2 separate regions of the Ovis aries genome follow, and region 1 is linked to region 2. The links are chromatin contacts, called in public Hi-C maps. All regions are on one chromosome and are shown on one strand. The core of a region is the stretch at or near the end of the contact, and the rest is flanking DNA. Distances in the headings are between cores, read along the strand shown.

Evidence for each region. Hi-C and Micro-C count contacts between places; a contact is called where the count stands out from the background.
Region 1: a Hi-C map of liver shows a contact between it and region 2, with 9 times the contacts expected there. The contact joins the enhancer-like site here to the promoter of RNASEL in region 2. A contact is called at or near these places in 14 of 16 Hi-C or Micro-C datasets (blood, hypothalamus, liver and 7 more).

Annotation. Positions count from the first base shown.
Region 1 is chr12:63,272,129-63,277,257 of ARS-UI_Ramb_v3.0, reverse strand. No RefSeq gene overlaps it. Among named protein-coding and RNA genes, the nearest start is that of NPL, 16 kb to the left of the region's middle. Within about 2 kb of position 1,852, at least 3 of the 54 cell types and tissues checked have an H3K27ac peak or open chromatin away from gene starts, as enhancers often do. A contact at or near this core is called in liver, where this site is marked.
Region 2 is chr12:63,078,003-63,082,804 of ARS-UI_Ramb_v3.0, reverse strand. It overlaps RNASEL (ribonuclease L), which reads left to right and starts at 2,131. Exons shown (of 6, transcript XM_004013850.6): 1 at 2,131-3,789. The coding sequence starts at 2,316.

The DNA.
Region 1 (5,129 bases), core at 603-3,102, 190 kb before region 2:
GGTTCAAATTTAGTTTGGAAGTATTTTCTCCCTCATGAATAAAAAAGTTCTATGCTTCTTTTCACATTTGAGATGAAGATGGAGCAGTTAGGAGAAATATATTTTGACTCTTTTATGAGGAAAATTTATTATGTGTCCCTTTTGAAAGAAAGGAAATTCATTGAGGTAAGGGCAATTTAATATATTTTTACCCAAGACTGGTTTGATTCTGGGTAAGGCCTGAATTTAGATGCTAATCTCTCACCCTCTAAAGCTTAGGTCCCCTCTGTCAGCTGGTAGCAGGGGTAGGAGCCCAGATGGTCTCTGGAGGGAGACTCAGGGAGGTTTCGCTGGCCCTGTCCCTCCTCCTTTTCTGCACCCAAGCCGTCGGGGCATCATTAGCCTAGGCCAGCACTCTCGGATTCCAGCTTTCAGTGGTATTTCCACCGAATCCATCGGCCAAGTTCTTCTGGGTCTACTGGAAAGCTCCCATAAGTTATTCCAGAATCTCACTCTATTCCTGTGCCCATTTCTCAGGTCAGTTTAGGTTGTTATAACTAGATTATGTTAGCTCTAAAAGAAATACACACAGTCTACATTTGTAAAGGTGGGCCAAGCAGGTAAAAAACCACACAAAACACAGAGCAGTGTTCAGTTCTTCCATCTGTATTAAAAGAAGTAAAGATGTGTGCAGGGATATGCCTATATACGCGAATAGGTTATCTGGAAGGATAACAGTGATGTTCAGAATATTTATGTGGCTCGGCATTGACAAACAGGATGGCTGCTGGCCTTCAAGCTGGAAGGATGCTGGAGACCCCCTGGAATCTAAGCTTTAACCCATTAATGATTGATTGAAATTCTGGGCAGGCCGCACTTTATGGGCTTGAAGCAGTAGCTACTTATCAACCTGAAAGGAAATATTTAAGAAATTTAACAACTCACTAGTTGCTTTATACTAGTGTATGACAGTGGCTATCAGTCATTTCTCCTGGCAATAGGGATTGAGGAAGGGAGGGACTTATTTTTCAACATGCCTTTTAGGGCTGTTTGAAGTTTTTGTTTCTGTTTTCCACTGAACCACGCACTTGTGGATAGAATTTCATTTTGTTTAGTTCAGGAGAGAAGTCCTATTTTAAATCTGGTTGAGTATTCCTGTCTGGTCGTCTGACTTCCAGGCTGTGCGCAGCCTCGGGGCCATCTTCTTTGGCAGCATCTTCCCAGAAGCTCCTGCATCCAGAGCTTTGCAGCAGCCCGCTCCGTGTCTGGCTGAACTCCCGCTCACCACCACCCAGTCTCCACCCCCACCCCCAAAGTTGTGCCTGAATCTCCTCTTGTTACTTATCTTGGACTTCCTATAGCTCTGCCTATCAGACCCATTACTAACTAGTGCACATACCACTCTGCTTAATCTTGTGGCCAGAAAATAAGGGCTTTTTTTTGGTGTTCACATAACTTTTGTGCATGCAGAAGGGGGCGAGAGAGGATGAGATGGTTGGATGGCATCACCGACGCGATGGACATGAGTCTGAGTAGGCTCCCAGAGTTGGTGGTGGACAGGGAAGCCTGGCGCGTTGCAGCCCATGGGGTCGCAAAGAGTCGGACACGACTGAGCGACTGAACTGAACTGAACCTCTGTTTCCTGCAGTTTTACCTACGCACCAGCGCTGCTGGTAACGGTTATTGTCTTAGTGGTGAGAACTCCCGTTGCACTGGCTGTGCGGCCACTCGCCTGCAGAGTGGGCGGCTCTCCCTCCACGTCTCCCCCAGTGTTCCTGGGAGGCAGGTGGTACCGCTGGTGTTTCCTCCCGTCTTTTCCTGTTAGTCTTCCAGCTCCTTGTTGGAGTCCCCTGCCATGAGGCCACTGGGGGGCAGTGTCTCCCCTCAGCCACTGTCACAGCGCTCTCAGCCAAAGTTGCTCTCTCGGTGCCTAAAGACACAGAAAAGCCCCTTCTTCTTGGCCAGTTTTTCACCCTTGTCTCAATGTGACATGACTTGTATCCAGCGCCTCACCGACACTACCCTCTCTGCCTGCAGGCTCTCCGTCCACAGGCTCAGAAATGAGTCTATAGAGCTTAGGCAGGGAGCCAAGGTCAGAGAGAAGACGTTTTTTTCTTTCCCATGCCCCATTCTGCACCCCAGGACTGTTCCTTCCTATCATTCCTTTGTCGCAAGCACCTTCAAGCCATCCCTTCCCTTCAGTCTAATCAGCTCCTAACCAGGCCAACTGCTCCCTTAGATTTATCAGACAAAGTTGACTCCTAGTGGTGGGCAACACTGGCCTCAGGCTGACAGCCTGGCCACGCACTTTCGATTCACACTTATCTCCCTGTGTGGTAGTTATCTTTCAGGCTTTCTGCTTCCTCCATCAAACCGTGGGTTCCTACAGTGGGAGTCCCCAGCTCTGGGTGGTAGAGTGGTAGTCACCCTTGTCTCTCCAGCACCCAGGCCTTGCCTGTTACATGGCAGACCTTGATGAATACTTTTGAGAGAATAATCGAATTGCTGTTTAGCACAGGTACGCAAAAGGAAACAGTTCATCTTTCCCAAAGGGATACTCAGGCAACCCACGAAGAGGGAGGAAAACTCTTCTTAAAGGGTGTCCTCTACACAGACATGGAGAACAGGCTTGTGGACCCAGCGGGGCCGAACTGAGAGGAGCGTTGAAACATATACATTGCCTAGTGTGAAATAGACAGCTGCTGGGAAGCTGCTCTATAACACAGAGAGCTCAGCCCAGTGCTCTGTGACAACCGAGAGGGTGGGATGGGATGAGGGATGGAAGGGAGGTTCAAGAGGGAGGGGACATATGTATACTTATGGCTGATTCACGCGGTTGTATGGCAGAAACCAACGCAACTTTGTAATCATCCTCCAATTAAAAATAATTTAAAAAGGGGGGGAGTCATCTATCCTACAAAGTAGCCGTTCAAAACTCTTTAGGCTCCTGGGGTCCTCAGGTGGAGAAGATCCAGGGTTAGAGCAGCACTTGGGGGAGGCTTAAATTGATCTTGTTTTAAGAAAATAACATGTCACAGCTAGGTGACTAATTGCATTGTGTACCTGCCGATCCAGAAAACAACGACAAAAACAGAAATGGATACAGTATGGCAAAGCATACTGATCAAAAGGGGGGAAAGCAAATGACACACAGGGACAGGGTATTTTATTTGCATCATCCCTAGTTCAGAGAAATAAGATTAACTCTGTGCCCCATTCATCTACATGTTTATAGCAGAGGTGAAAGAGACAGACAGAGGAATGGATTTGTTAGTGCCGCGTATCGGGTGTTTCTTCACTTATTATTTAGCTGAATAAGTCTGAAGTCATGTGATAGACCATTAAGCATAAACAATCCCTCAACCAAGAAAGATAAAGAAATTGTAAAACTCCGTGGCTTTGTTCTCTAAGAAGAAAACCCATGAATCACCTTTGAAGTAGACGCTCTTTGTAACTAGTGTATGAGACAAAGGTGTTTGTTATACCTATTATGATAATAATAATTCTTAACACTTCCTGTGAGGCATGGCACTTGCAGAAATTGGAAAAAATAAGAATATTCCAACAAGCCTATGGACAGTAGTAATACTACAAATAATTACAGTCACTGAAGTAACTTCAGAGATGAGAGTTTAGTTTCAGGGAGAGAGGTTTATTTAGCTATTTGTTAACGATAACAAATAGCTAAATAGCTGGTAAGAAGTCTCTCTAATTTCAAAGCATGACCTCTCCTCTACGCAGTGATGCCTGTCCCGTGGGAGGATGTTATCATGTAAAATCTTTGGATGAAAAACATCACGTGATCTAAAAAATGGTGTTATCTGGTGACATGTTTTGATTTCCCTATCCTACATACGTGGAAAACCTAGGTAGAGAGAAATGAAATGACTTGGTCGGTGATGAGGCAGTTTGAACTGAAGGATGGTGGCTGGAATGACCGTGGGCCGTGTTCTGTAACCCAGCACCTTCTCTGTTTTCTCCTCCAGGCTCTAGATAGCTCAGATGCTGGCTTAAATAAGCCCATCAGAAAATCAACCAGTCTCCCAGGCCCCCCACCAACCAGTAAACCAGCCGGCATTTATCATAGGCCCACTTTGTTGCTCCTGGAACAGTGTTTGGGGCTGTGGGAAACTCCAGAGCAAGACCAGACAGGGTCCCTGCCACCCTGGTACTCGTAATCCGTGTGGAAAAACAAGGCAAAAATACATGACAGAATTACAGAATCTGACAGAATGTAATAGAGTGCTAACTTGTGTGGTAGAGGCAATTAGAGAACAAGACAGTATATAATAAAGTGCTAATTGTGTGGTACAGACAATAAGTATAATAGAGTTCAGTGAAGGGATGGATGAGTGTGGGCTGTAGTCTTCAGGGAGGCTTCTCATCATGTCAGGCTGCCGTTTCACCCAGTGCATGATGGGAAACTGAATGTGAAATAGGAGATGGAATAGAGCCAAATAACTGCTGTACCCTGGCACCTCCCCTCGGGCTGGGTGAGGACAGAAAGAGAAGGGGTTCTTTGACAGGTGGCATCCTCCATTAAAAAATATTCAAATAGAGAAATGCCTTCTTTTCTTTATTAATTGTGCTACAGAAAATTTCCTCAGAAACAGAAAATCATACTTTTGTTCTATGTTTTTTGGCTGCACCCCAAGGCATGTGGGATCTTAGTTCCCTCACCAGGGATTGAACCTACACCCCCTGCATTGGAAGCACAGAGTCTTAAGCACTGGACCACCAAGGAAGTCCCCGTATTTTATTTTTTAACGGTCTTTGCTCCTGTGATAGGTTTGTTTGTTTTTGTTTTTAAATTAATTTTATTTATTTTTTAGCCCTACTGCATAGCATGTGAGAAATTAGTTCCCTGATCAGAGATCAAACCTGTGTCCCTGCATTGGAAGCAAGGATTCTTAATAACTGGACCATCAAGTGAAACTCCCTCAGTCGTGTCCTACTCTTTGCAACCCCATGGACTGTAGCCTGCCACGTTTCTCTGTCCATGGGATTCTCCAGGCCAGAATACTACAGTGGGTAGCTATTCCCTTCTTCAGGAGATCTTCCCCACCAAGGGACCAAACCCAGGTCTCTGCGTCAGAGGCAGCTCTTTACCGTCTGAGCCACCAAGGAAGCCCCAGACCACCAAGGGGGTT
Region 2 (4,802 bases), core at 882-3,381:
AAGTATTTTTTTTCTTCTTTTCATTAAGTTATGTAAAAAAAAATAAAAAATAAAAAATAAAGTGATGTAATTAGCTCTACCATTTATTGAAGGCCTAATATTTTACCCTCTCCCTACTTCTGCTGCTGCTGCTAAGTCGCTTCAGTTGTGTCTGACTCTGTGTGACCCCATAGATGGCAGCCCACCAGGCTCCCCCGTCCCTGGGATTCTCTAGGCAAGAATACGAGTGGGTTGCCATTTCCTTCTCCAGTGCATGAAAGTGAAAAGTCGAAGTGAAGTCGCTCAGTCATGTCCGACTCTTCGCGGCCCCATGGACTGCAGCCTACCAGGCTCCTCTGTCCATGGGATTTTCCAGGCAAGAGTGCTGGAGTGGGGTGCCATTGCCTTCTCCCTACTTAAGTACACTTTATATGGGGGACTGTATTTTTTGTCATCCCTATTTGAGGGAACAGAAAATTCAGACTCAATAATCTAAGGTTACACAATTAGGAAGAGTCTAGAGTTACACAACAGTACCCCACTCCAGCACTCTTGCCTGGAAAATCCCATGGGCAGAGGAGCCTGGCAGGCTGCAGTCCGTGGGGTAGGTAAGAGTCCGACATGACTGAGGGACTTCGCTTTTCACTTTCCTGCATTGGAGAAGGAAATGGCAACCCACTCCAGTGTTCTTGCCTGGAGACTCCCAGGGACGGGGGAGCCTGGTGGGCCGCTGCCTATGGGGTCGCACAGAGTCGGACGCGACTGGAGTGATGCAGCAGCAGCAGAGTTACACACCCAGGGGCCAAACTTGGATCTTGCAGAGGTGGGGGTTCGAGTGCTTCCCCTGCTCCAGGAGTCCCCCCACTCTGGGATCCAATGCCAGATGACTTGAGTTGGAGCTGATGTAATAATAATAGAAATAAAGTGCACAATAACTGTTATGCCCTGAGTCATCTCCAAACCCACCCCTTCCCCACTCCCAGGCCATGGAAAAATTGTCTTCCACAAAACTGGTCCCTGGTGCCCGAAAGTCTGGGGACTGCTGCTCACTCTACACTACTTTGAATAGGAGTGTACAATTTTGCACTTGCAAAGAGCCAGGAATGGACTGAGCATGCTCAACCAGAAATGCAGATTGATGAAAAACACATTTTTTCTTATTAAGTAAGGGTTCTGGTTTTTTTAAGAGGCCATTTATTTCTAATAAGAGTGTGTTTATATGGCATTGGAAAAAAATGTATTAATATAGGTTGAGAATCTTAAAAACAATCATAGCCTTTGACTGGTCATTCAGTTCTTTGAAATCAATTGTAAGAAATCTATTATAAGATCTATCATAAGAAAACAAGATAAAATAAGCTAAATTTGCTATAACATTATTTAGAATTGTGAAAAAAAATCTAATTTTGAAACTCTTGTTTAAAAGTTACTTTAAAAATCTGCTCAGTAGTAGGGAACTGAAACACCTCTCTGATGGTCTATTGCAGACATTAAAATATTTTAAAATACTTTGTAATAACATAGGACATTATTTATAATTAAGGTATTAAATGAAAGGAAGCCAAATGCAAAGTTACAGATCATGAACCCAACTATTTTAAAAAATAATTTATAGACTGTACTAACTATGCCTGTTTCTAAGCAGTGGGAGAATAGAGTAATACTTTTCTTGCTTACAATTTATATATATTTATGTTGTTGTTGCTTTTCAGTTGCTAAGTTGTGGCTGACTTAGCCACTTGTGACACCCTGGACTGCAGCACACCAGGCTCTTCTGTCCTTCATTGTCTCCCAGAGCTTGCTCAAATACATGTCCATTGAGTCAGTGATGCTATCTAACCGTCTCATCCTCTATTGCCCCCTTCTCCTCCTGCCCTCAATCTTTCCCAACATCAGGGTCTTTTCCAATGAGTCGGCTCTTCACATCAGGTGGCCAAATTATTGGAGCTTCAGCTTCAGCATTAGTCCTTCCAATGAATATTCAGGATTGAACCCCATGAACAGTATGAAAAGACATATATTTATAATATTCTATAATTAAAAAATTATATAATAGATGTATTTTGAAAACATTGCTAGTAAAATTAATATATCTAATTCGAATGTTTTCTCACTCTTATAACACTACAAATTACCTCTCTCATCTCCAGGTGAAAATTCAGAAGACCCCAAGAGTATTGTGCCTCCTCATACTGGTGGTCTGTAGCCAGACAATTCCTATTTCCCCTGACAGGAGTTTCTAAGCGTTCCATGTCTCTTTGATCAAACCCAAGGAGATAAGTTTTCATTTTCTCAAAGAGAAGGCAAGAAAGTTGTAGCCAGTGGTATATACCATCATGGAGACTGAGAGCCATAACAACCCTCAGGAAAGACCCACACCCTCTAGTAATGGGAAGGCTTCAAAGGATGACAATCATTTGTTGATTAAAGCTGTTAAAGATGAAGACATTGAGTTGGTCCAGCAACTGCTAGAAAGAGGGGCTGATGTCAATTTCCAGGAAGAATGGGGCTGGTCGCCTTTGCATAATGCAGTGCAAGTTGACAGAGAAGACATTGTGGATCTTCTGCTTAGTCATGGTGCTGAGCCTTGTCTGCGGAAGAAGAATGGCGCCACTCCCTTCATCATTGCTGGGATAGTCGGAAACGTGAAGTTGCTCAAACTATTACTTCCTAAAGTAGCAGATGTCAATGAGTGCGATGTTAATGGCTTCACCGCTTTCATGGAAGCTGCTGTGTATGGCAAAGTCGAAGCCTTAAGGTTCCTGTATAGCAATGGAGCAGAGGTGAATTTGCACAGAAAGACAATGGAGGATCAAGAGAGGATTAAGAAAGGAGGGGCCACTGCTCTCATGGATGCTGCTAGAAAAGGGCATGTAGATGTCGTGGAGATCCTCCTTCATGAGATGGGGGCGGATGTCAATGCCCAGGACAATAGGGGCAGAAATGCTTTGGTCTATGCTCTTCTGAACTCTGATGATGAGAAGGTGAAAGCCATTACTCGCCTTCTGCTGGACTGTAAGGTTGATGTCAATGTGAGGGGGGAGGGAAGGAAGACGCCACTGATCTTGGCAGTGGAAAAGAAGAACCTGGATCTGGTACAGATGCTTCTGGAACAAACAGGTATAGAGATCAATGACACAGACAGTGAGGGTAAAACAGCACTGCTGCTTGCTGTCGAGCTTAAGCTGAAGGCAATTGCCCAGTTGCTGTGTCACAAAGGAGCCAGCACAAAATGCGGGGACCTTGTCGCAATAGCGAAGCGCAATTATGACTCTGACCTTGCAAAGTTTCTTCGCCAGCATGGAGCCGTAGAAGACGTTTGCCCTCCCGCTATAGCCTGGAAGCCTCAGAGCTCACGTTGGGGGGTGGCCCTGAAACATCTCCACGGGATATACCGCCCTATGATAGGCAAACTTAAGATCTTTATTGATGAAGAATACAAAATCGCTGACACTTCTGAAGGGGGCATCTACCTGGGGTTCTATGAGGAACAAGAGGTAGCCGTGAAGCGGTTCTATGAAGGCAGCACACGGGGACAAAATGAAGTCTCTTGTTTGCAGAGCAACCGAGCCAACGGTCACGTGGTGACATTCTATGGCAGTGAGAGCGACGGGGGCTGTCTGTATGTGTGCCTTGCCCTGTGTGAGCACACGCTGGGGAAGCACTTGGCTGAGCACAGAGGAGAGGCTGTGCAAAACAAGGAAGATGAATTTGCCCGAAACATCCTCTCATCTCTGTTCAAGGCTGTTGAGGAACTACACCTGTCTGGATACACTCATCAGGATCTGGAACCACAGAACATCTTAATAGGTGAGTCGCCAGTCTTCTCTAGAAATGTAGGGTCTTTATTTATCAGAGAAACAGATTTTCATGGCAGAATAGGAAAGAACTACAGTCAGTGCGGATTGTTCAATTTGAGGATGAATGTAGCAAATCCGTAGATATAGCGGAGTTTCTCCTGCTACCAGGTAGAACCTGTATTATTCCATGTGGAGGTGAAGGAAGCTTATGGAATACCAGGCTAACTTTATGCTGCCCTTGGCAAATACAAATATGAATGTAGGTCTTGGATGGAGCCAACTCCAAGTTTGAATTCCTAGAGGAATCTGTAAGAAAGAGAATCTAGAAAGTGTGTTCCTTCAGACAAGGTGGCAGTTAATGGTGAATGTTGTGTGTGTGCTCAGTGACCGTGAAACTTAATGGCAAAATTGAGGTCAAACCTGGGACCCAGGATAAGATGTAACACTAGTGAAACACACTGCAAGCAGGCTGAACAAGTCAGTGTGCACTCTGGTAAACCAAGAGTGCACTACAGCAACGTTCAAGGAAGCAAGCAGAGCTGAGTATGAAGTCCAGGGGGCGAGGTGGTGCAGTAGTAAGAGCCTCGGCTTGGACTTCGCTGGTGGTCCAGTGGTTGAGAACCCGCCTGCCAATGCAGGGGACACACGTTTGATCCCTGGTCCAGGAAGATTCCACATGTCGCCGGGCAACTACGCCCATGTGCCACAACTACTGAAGCCCTTACTCTAGAACCTTACTCCACAGCAGGAGAAGTCACTGAAATGAGAAGCCCATGAACCAAAACTAGAGAGTAACTGCTGCTGTCCACAGCTAGAGAAAGCCCTCTTGCAGCAATGAAGACCCAGTGCAGCCAAACATAAATAATAATTTAGAAAGATCCTCAGCTTCAGCCAGGATTAGGGAGCCTTGCAGCCTAGTCCCACCACTTTGAAGTTTTGTAACCTCAAGCAAGTTGCTTAATTCTGTGAGTGTTGGTTTCCTCACTTGGGACTCCTTCATAACCTCCTTCATAATGTTGTTAA